Regions from separate parts of the Zea mays genome. Here all the other regions are linked to region 2. A link is a contact called in public Hi-C data. All regions are on one chromosome and are shown on one strand. The core of a region is the stretch at or near the end of the contact, and the rest is flanking DNA. Distances in the headings are between cores, read along the strand shown.

Region 1 (2,700 bases), core at 141-2,640, 360 kb before region 2:
TTTACAGAGTGGAGTTTGAGATAGAGAGTGGGATAGGGAGGCTGATGGAGATAGTATTAAGGTTAGAATAGGAGTACCAGAGCACCCCAAAAATGCACAGCATGGGAGACACGCAGGAAAATCCCAACGATAGCCACAATTTCTCCCGCACGAGACTCATCTCTTCCTGTGTGTGATTCCTCCGTTATCGCATGTGATTTCTCCTCCCCTGCACGCTATTCCATGTCTCCATGTGTCATCCTCCTCTCTCGTGAGCTGTCTAGCCATCGGCGCTCTCAGCCAGTTCAAGTGGACGTTAGTCTTCGTGATGCGCTCCTCCGACAGCAGTGTGTGTCTTTCCCTCTCCATCTTATTCCCTCCTAATATGGAGTTATGGACAGTGCAGAAAACAACTCTCACAGGTATGTCACCAGGTAAACACTAGTGTAGTGTAGTCTTGATGCTAGTTTTATTGTGTATGCTATAGGTATAAATATATAGTAGGTATATGTCCTAATGTCCACATATATAGGACGATTATATGAACAACTAGGATCGACTAATTAGCCTGGCTGACGACTAATCACAATTAATCGCCTGGTCGGTCCCATGGCGACTACGTAAATATTGTATAGTACTACCTCCATTCCAAATTATAAGAGATTTTGAGTTTTTTTACTTTTCTAGCTACATTTCTTTTACTATATATTTAGAGTTTTAGACATAGTGTATATGTAAGTGCATAGCAAAGGCAATATATCTAGAAAAGCTAAAAAAGTATTACAAAAAGTATAGATTTTCGGAATTTAACATCTATTGGCAGTTTGGCACACGATTACAATACAGATTCTCCATAGCATGAATTAATTTATGAACACGACTGGATGATATATTTGAACTGGGCCACCCCAATCTAAAACTTCACTTAGGTCTACGATAAGCAGCAAAAAATTTGAACCACTGCCTGATTCCTAATCGCTAGCACGAGTATGTAAATTGAGACAAACATCCGCGCACTACGTCAGTTCGGTACGAGCTTCAAATATTTATTCAATAACCGCGGAAGAAAAATTTCATCTATTGCTCCGCGGCTTAACAAACTAGTATAGATTGCGGAAAAAAGTACCCGACTAAGTTTATTTATTGAGATCCCTGGCCAGAGGGTCCTCGGAGGTCAAATAAGAGCTGGAGGTCCATCCTCACCGAGGTTCATGGCGTTGAGGGCCTTGGGTCGGTCGAGCGTGATGACGGCGACGCCGTTGGGGAAGACGCGGCCCTTCACGAACTCGTCTGCGGCGGTGGCGGCCATGGCCGGGAAGTGGCGGACGAGCCGGAGCGGGACGAGGTTGGGGTTCGGTACTAGGGTCTTGGAGGCGGCGGTTGAGGAGGTGTGGAGGAAGGATCCGGTGGAGATGGCCGTGGGCAGGTGGATCCGGACGAGGGCCCTCATAGGCGTGTTTGGGAGGTGCTTAACCTTAAGCCTGGAGTAACTAACGCAGAATTAATTTTCTAACTTTTGCGTGTTTAGTTCACTTTCTGGTCTGATTATACAGCGGAGGCCCTTAAACCTCGCCTAGTTAAATGTCCATGCATTACTATATAGTATATGGATAGATTTTATTTAAATGAGATATCTATTAAAAACACGCTCTAAATGTCTATATGTTATCATACATAATTATATTTAATGGTATTCTTTATTCTGTATCTGTACTATATTAAAACATCAGTTTTAACTGTTATTTCACGTCATATTTTTACAAATAACCTCTTTTATTGTTTGGAATGGCCCACAAGACATGTTATCTTCACATCGATCGTATCTAATCTAATTCATCTATCCACCCACCCACCCCCACCCCCGTCCAGCGAATCCACGCCCCGCATGTCGCGCAAGCGTCTCAGTCACCCACACAATGACACAAACACACACACCATGTCTTCCGAGCACCGACCGACATGGCAAGTGCGCTCGCGCTAAATGCATCGCGACAGGAGCCCAACAACCCATGCACATCGCTCCGTAGAGGATGGGGAAAGCAGTTTCAGCAGACCCACACACATCGTGTCTTCCATGCATAAAAAACGCGGGAAAGCAGTTTCAGCAGCTGCGGAGTGGAGCTGTTTTACTCATCCTAATCGCCACCAAACCTAGCTACAAAAAGTCGTACTGAGACCCCTCAAGCAATAGCGATGGTGGATCTGCTAGCCGCCGGTGGCCTGACGCTCTCTAGCTACTCCGACTCACCTAGTCCTCTAAGGTACACACGTACGTACGTCTGATTTTCTAGCTCACTGATGTAACACCCCTGGTGTTACTGCTACTAAAACTTGAGCATAACATCATAAGCATTAGCATTGCATATGTTTGACACACCTAGAGTGCATTCACTAGGCAAAAATTTCAAACAAGTACTGTTTTGGTATTTTGCAAATAGAACCCTGGAATAGGGGACTTAACCCTAAATAGGGACCAGGAGGGTAAAACATGACCCAAATTGAGAAAACCCAAAAGCTTTAGTGGAATAGTCATAAAATGCTCCCAAGAATGGACTTGCATTACATTTATACCCCTGAGATACCAGAAACCCTAATTGAAACCTTGGAAAACCCTAAATCCAAACCCTAGGGGCCTATGTGCAATAGTAGTGCCCATTTGGACTAAAGTGTAAAAACTACAATGTTAAATCATATAAGGTCACATGGTTCACATTTATGAAA
Region 2 (2,700 bases), core at 165-2,664:
TATATTCGTTTTCTTAGAACCGTATGGACTTAGATGTCAGGGCCAATCTAATATCTTATGATACTTAATAAACACATCGAGCCAACATGGATATCAATAAAAATATCCCTGTCATTGTTCCTACTAATGTAGAATTATACTCATAATAGTGTTGAGCATGGTATGTCTCAACATAAAAGAAAAAGGGATTATCTTTCATTGCACTTTTATTCTGCTCTTTGTAGTTTTCTTTACTCAGTGAAATAAATTAAATTGGACTGTTCAAGAAGAAAAGAACAAGCTGTGAATACTTTTATGTTGTGATACATATACACTGTAGTGTGTATAAGTAAATGTAAACTTACCAGGAATCATCTTAGAAGATTTTGCCAACACCTGTTCACACCAACAGTAAATTAGTCAGGATTCATATTCAGTTACCAGAAATTGTTATACAATCACATGAAGGACTAGTTTGGGAACTCCATTTTTCCAATGAATTTTCATTTTCCCAAAGAAAAATAAAATAATTTCCCTTAGGAAATAGAAATCACTTGGAAGAAAAAACGGGGTTCCGAAAAGTAACTAATTGTCATTAATCGTTTCCGCCGCTCCGGGACAGTGCATAAAAGTAAAACAACCAAGGAAGGCGACACAGTCACACAGCAAGAACAGGTGGAACCATACCTGAGCCGGGTAGCTGATGTACTTGAGAGCCTCGATCCCCATGGTCGGCCCGATGGTATTGGTGACGCTGACGCCCCAGTACTTCCATATCGGTGCGCTGCCATTGGAGCTACTCCCGCCCGACCACAGCTTAATCACTTGAAAAGCACGCAGAAGTCAGAAACCCTCGTATGCGGGCCACCCAGTCACCCACAATGCGACGGAATTGATCACCACGAGCCCACTACGCTGCACGAATTGCAATTAGGCAACTACGCGGCGCCAGAGGAAGGTAGAGGGCGCTCACTTATGAAGGACCAGACGAAGCAGATGACGTTCTGCGCGAAGTTGAGGAACGCGAGGTGCTCGAACCGCCGCGCATCCGGCCCGAACCGCTTCGTCGATCTGAACCACCGGCGAGCAAACTCACCAAATTGACCCCGGCTTGTCTAATTGTGTAGCGGACTTCGGACAGCAATTAGAGAGGGGGGGGGGCTTACAGAGTCTCCTGGAGGACGCCCTGGTAGATGTAGGCGGACCAGATCCCTGCGACACAGAAGGCGAGGACGGCCACGCGCCCCGCCATGCTCCCGCCGCCGATGCCGCGGTCGCGGGGGCGGGGACGGACGACGCCGTTGGCGCCGTCGCCACGGCCCCGGCGCGCAGCGGCCATGGTGTCGATTCTCCGGCCGTTGTCGGCGAGGGATCAGCAGAATCAGCACAAGTGGGGGTTCGATGCGCGGTGGACCGGTGGTCGCCGAGTGGAAGCGGGGGCGCGTGTTATGTAGGAGCCCAACGTAACAGGGGGGAAGAGAGAAGAGCGCGTAAGAGAGGTGACGTGGCGTAGAGCGATTGGACCGAGCATGCCAGGACAGACGCCCGATTGGCTAGATGGCGTGGAAGGGTGACGGCCGGAGGCCGGAGTAGGATGATAGTGGCCTAGTGGGTAAAGTACATTAGCCATAGATGAAATTGGCATGCTCTGTAATTAGAACGGCCAAACAGATCATCGAACTTTATCAGCTCATACAAAATCATCTAAAACCAGGTTTACAAACCGGATATTGACGTGGCATACCATGTCGGAGTCATTTGGGGTCTCTAACTTAACATGTTGTGTCACTTGGGTCCCTAAACTTGAATGCTATGTGAACTTTCATTAGTGTGCTCTAATATGGCACGACATATGTTTATTTGTATCATAATGACAAAGCTTAAAAGTTGGATGAGCGACAAAAAAATCCAAACCAAGTTAACAAAATACACTATTGTGAAGTGATACCTTGGATTATGCTTAGTTTTCATTTGTTTTTAAATTTATCATCAATACTAAGAAAGGAGAGAGTGAAAGGTTGTTGCTTTTATTTTGGTGAATGAGTGATAACTTAGGTGGATTAATATGTTTTTATGTTGAGATACACAAGATTTGGTCCACATGTACACTAACGTGAGTAATTGTAACACCCTGAATTTGGTGTATACAATTTCTTTTCTAAATGCCTACCAAATTCAGGTGTTATCTCTAGTCTCTCTCTAGTCTCTCTCTCTTTCTTTTGATTAGAATTAAGTTAATTAAGTGAGGGTTTAATATTTATTTATTTTGTCAAAACTATGTAAGTCATGAATTGTTGCATCATGTTGAACCTAAAATATTCTTTTGTTTGATGCACATGTTTGAGATTATTTGATTTGAATTGGTGTTTGAACTTGATTTGAATCCATAAAGGAAATAAAATAGAAAAGCAATTAGAAATTACAGGAAAAAAGAAAATGCCAATTCGGCCCAACTAGCCCAAGCCAGCCCAGCCTCGCGCGCGCCCGCCTTCTTTGACAGGCGGCCCCCGCTTGTCAGCGCCGTCCCACGCCCTCTCTCACTTCTCTCTCTCTCTCTCGCTACCCAGTGGGGCCAACTTGTCGGCGCCAAACTCCTCCGTGCACGCGCACTTTCTCTCACTGTCCCGCGGGGTCCGCTTGTCAGCCTGGCCACCCGTTCGTTCGCCCGTTCTCGCTGACCCGTGGGTCCCATCTGTCGGACTTGTCCTCCCTGAACCGCCC
Region 3 (2,700 bases), core at 118-2,617, 270 kb before region 2:
GAAACTGGCCAAGATTATATGAAAGCAATACAATATAATGAACCAGTGATTCAATAAAATAGCATTGCTCTACATGCCCAAGAGCATAGTGTGATTAGATACCTTGGTCACAATCCTCCTCGCTTTCCGGCTCCGAACTTTCGTCGTGGTACTCCACAAGGCGTACAAAGCTCTGCACCTGCGCCACCATGAAATTTGCTTGGATCAGATAATCCACAGATCAACATGCCACTAAGGCATGAACCTACCAAATATCGAGACACATGCTTCTCCAAAATACCCTCATCCACACCCTGACGCGATCGCAAGCCTAGTCTCCGCAAAACTACATAGACTCACAACAAGCACAACAATCAGTGTCGAGCCAAGTCGCGCCACGAATAGAGGGAATGTAGCAATAGCACGTCGAAATCAACATATGATCAACACTCACGACAAAACCACTCACCGATTGTCGAGCATGAGGTGTGCTGGCGAGCTCGTCGGAGGCCATGAGTGCGGATGCCTTTCTCTCAACGGATGATGGATCTGAGACGGTGGCGACTCATGTACCAGAGTGAGAGGTAGTGAGGAGGCAGACAGTGCTTTCTAAGGTTCGGGTGGTGGCGGCGTAGGTGCGATTATATGGGGGCTAGGGCGGGCGGGAGGTGGTGGGCACTGCGAGCGATGCAAGCGAGGCGGGTGGGAGGCGGAGGTCGGTGCACGAGCATCGCAGCGAGGGGGCGAGGCGGGCGGGAGTTGTTGGGTGGAGAGGATGACGAGGCGTTTGGGAGGTCCACACACAGACGTGAGGCGGTTTCAACCATAGAGTGGTGCTTTAAAGGAGTAGAAAGTGGTGCTTTAAAGGAGTAGAGAAAATATTATAGCACATGAATCAGTGCATAATTCCATATTATTCTTTCGACCACCTTTGAAATCAACGAAATTTCGCTGAAATTCCGAACCCTGGTGCTCTGCCGCCCTAGAGTCCTAGAGACGAGTAGATATGAGAGGAAACGTTCTACATTACACGCACGAAGGGCAGGAACGACCCCACCGATCGGTGATCGGTAGCCTCCATCCAAGGAAACGTGTCTCGTCCGCTCGTCGTTGTTGATCTCTCTACTTCCCCCAAACGATGATGACGCAGGTAGCTGTGGAGCTGACGCGTACCCTGACGTTTCGTGGGTACGGCTGGTCCAGCTACAGCCTACAGCTGATGGTTTTTTCCGTTTTTTGTATCATATCATATGGACCGAGCGGGCAACGTCGCTGTCAATCGTGGCGTTTTTCTGTTTGTTCTCTTCTGAAATCGCCACGGCCTGAAGGCTAGATTGATGCATGAATTGGGATGCGCCACGGCACGTGCACCAACGGTTAGTCCGCGACCGGATACCGCAGCACGGCAGCACCATCTACTCGGGCCTCGGGGTTACCGGGTTAGGCATATGCAGGCAGTCAGGGAAGCGAGGGTGCCACACACACAGCACAGACCCACACACGCGGGCGCGCTAGCTAGTGAGAGTCGGAGATGTCGCCGCGGCCACACTTCCTCGTGCTCACCTTCCCTTTCCAGGGCCACATCGCCCCGGCTCTCCGCCTCGCCAGGCAGCTGCTCGCGGCGGCGCCCGACGCGCTCGTGACCTTCTCCACCACCGAGGTCGCGCACAGGCGCATGTTCCCGGCAAAGCCCAACGACGGCGCCAAGGACTCCGACGAAGACGGCCGCCTCGAGTTCCTCCCGTTCTCCGACGGCACGGAGGCCGGGTACGTCCGGAGCGCCGACCTGGGCTCGTTCAACGCCTACATGGCGTCTTTCCACGCCGCGGGGGCGCGCAGCGCCGCGGAGATCGTGGACGCGCTCGCGGCGCGGGGCCGCCCCGTGTCCCGCGTCGTGTACACGCTGCTCCTCCCGTGGGCGGCCGACGTCGCGCGGGACCGCGGGATCCCGTCCGCGCTCTACTGGATCCAGCCGGTCTCCGTGTTCGCCATCTACCACCACTACTTCCACAGCCACGCCGGCGTCGTCGCCGACCACCTTCACGACCCGTCGTTCGTCGTGGAGATGCCGGGCCTGGCGCCACAGCCGGTCGGCGACCTGCCGTCCTTCCTCACCGACTCCACCGACCCTTCCAATATGTTCCACAGCGTCTTCACCACGATCCGAGACCTGATCGAAACGCTTGACAAGGAAAGCCCCAGGTCCACTGTCCTCGTCAACACGTGCCGAGAGCTCGAGGTGGGCGCGCTCGCCGCCGTGGGGGCGCACCACGACGTGCTCCCCGTCGGCCCGGTGCTCCCATCCGGCGGCGACGCCGGCATCTTCAAGCAGGACGACGACGCCAAGTACATGGAGTGGCTCGACGCCAAACCGGCGAATTCCGTGGTGTACGTCTCCTTCGGCAGTCTGACCACGGTGGCGAGAGAACATCTCGAGGAGCTGCTCCGGGGCCTTGAGGAGAGCGGCAGGCCGTACCTCTGCGTCATCCGGAAGGACAACAAGGCTGCACTCGCGGATGCCGAGACGAAGGTAGACGAGGAGCTCAAGAACGGCATCGTAGTGGAGTGGTGCGACCAGGTGCGGGTGCTGTCGCACGCGGCGGTCGGGTGCTTCGTGACGCACTGTGGCTGGAACTCGGTGCTGGAGAGCCTGGCGGCGGGGGTGCCCATGGTGTGCGTGCCCCGGATGTCGGACCAGCGCACCAACGCTCAACTTGTCGT

The links. Hi-C and Micro-C count contacts between places; a contact is called where the count stands out from the background.
Region 1: a Hi-C map of endosperm shows a contact between it and region 2, with 3 times the contacts expected there. The contact joins the promoter of LOC100272777 here to the promoter of LOC100216965 in region 2. A contact is called at or near these places in 8 of 25 Hi-C or Micro-C datasets (bundle sheath, ear, endosperm and 2 more) and 1 of 3 datasets of contacts at active chromatin or transcription factors (leaf).
Region 3: a contact with region 2 is called in a Hi-C map of leaf, with 4 times the contacts expected there. The contact joins the promoter of LOC100274286 here to the promoter of LOC100216965 in region 2. A contact is called at or near these places in 9 of 25 Hi-C or Micro-C datasets (bundle sheath, ear, endosperm and 3 more).

The regions. Positions count from the first base shown.
Region 1 is chr9:92,807,005-92,809,704 of Zm-B73-REFERENCE-NAM-5.0, forward strand. LOC100272777 reads right to left here and starts at 1,391. Exons shown (of 10, transcript NM_001147230.1): 1 at 1,183-1,391. The coding sequence starts at 1,288.
Region 2 is chr9:93,169,452-93,172,151 of Zm-B73-REFERENCE-NAM-5.0, forward strand. It overlaps LOC100216965 (solute carrier family 35 member B1), which reads right to left and starts at 1,415. Exons shown (of 7, transcript NM_001143346.1): 1 at 1,146-1,415; 2 at 953-1,050; 3 at 667-803; 4 at 345-375. The coding sequence starts at 1,318.
Region 3 is chr9:92,896,158-92,898,857 of Zm-B73-REFERENCE-NAM-5.0, forward strand. LOC100274286 reads left to right here and starts at 1,368. Exons shown (of 1, transcript NM_001148650.1): 1 at 1,368-2,700. The coding sequence starts at 1,511.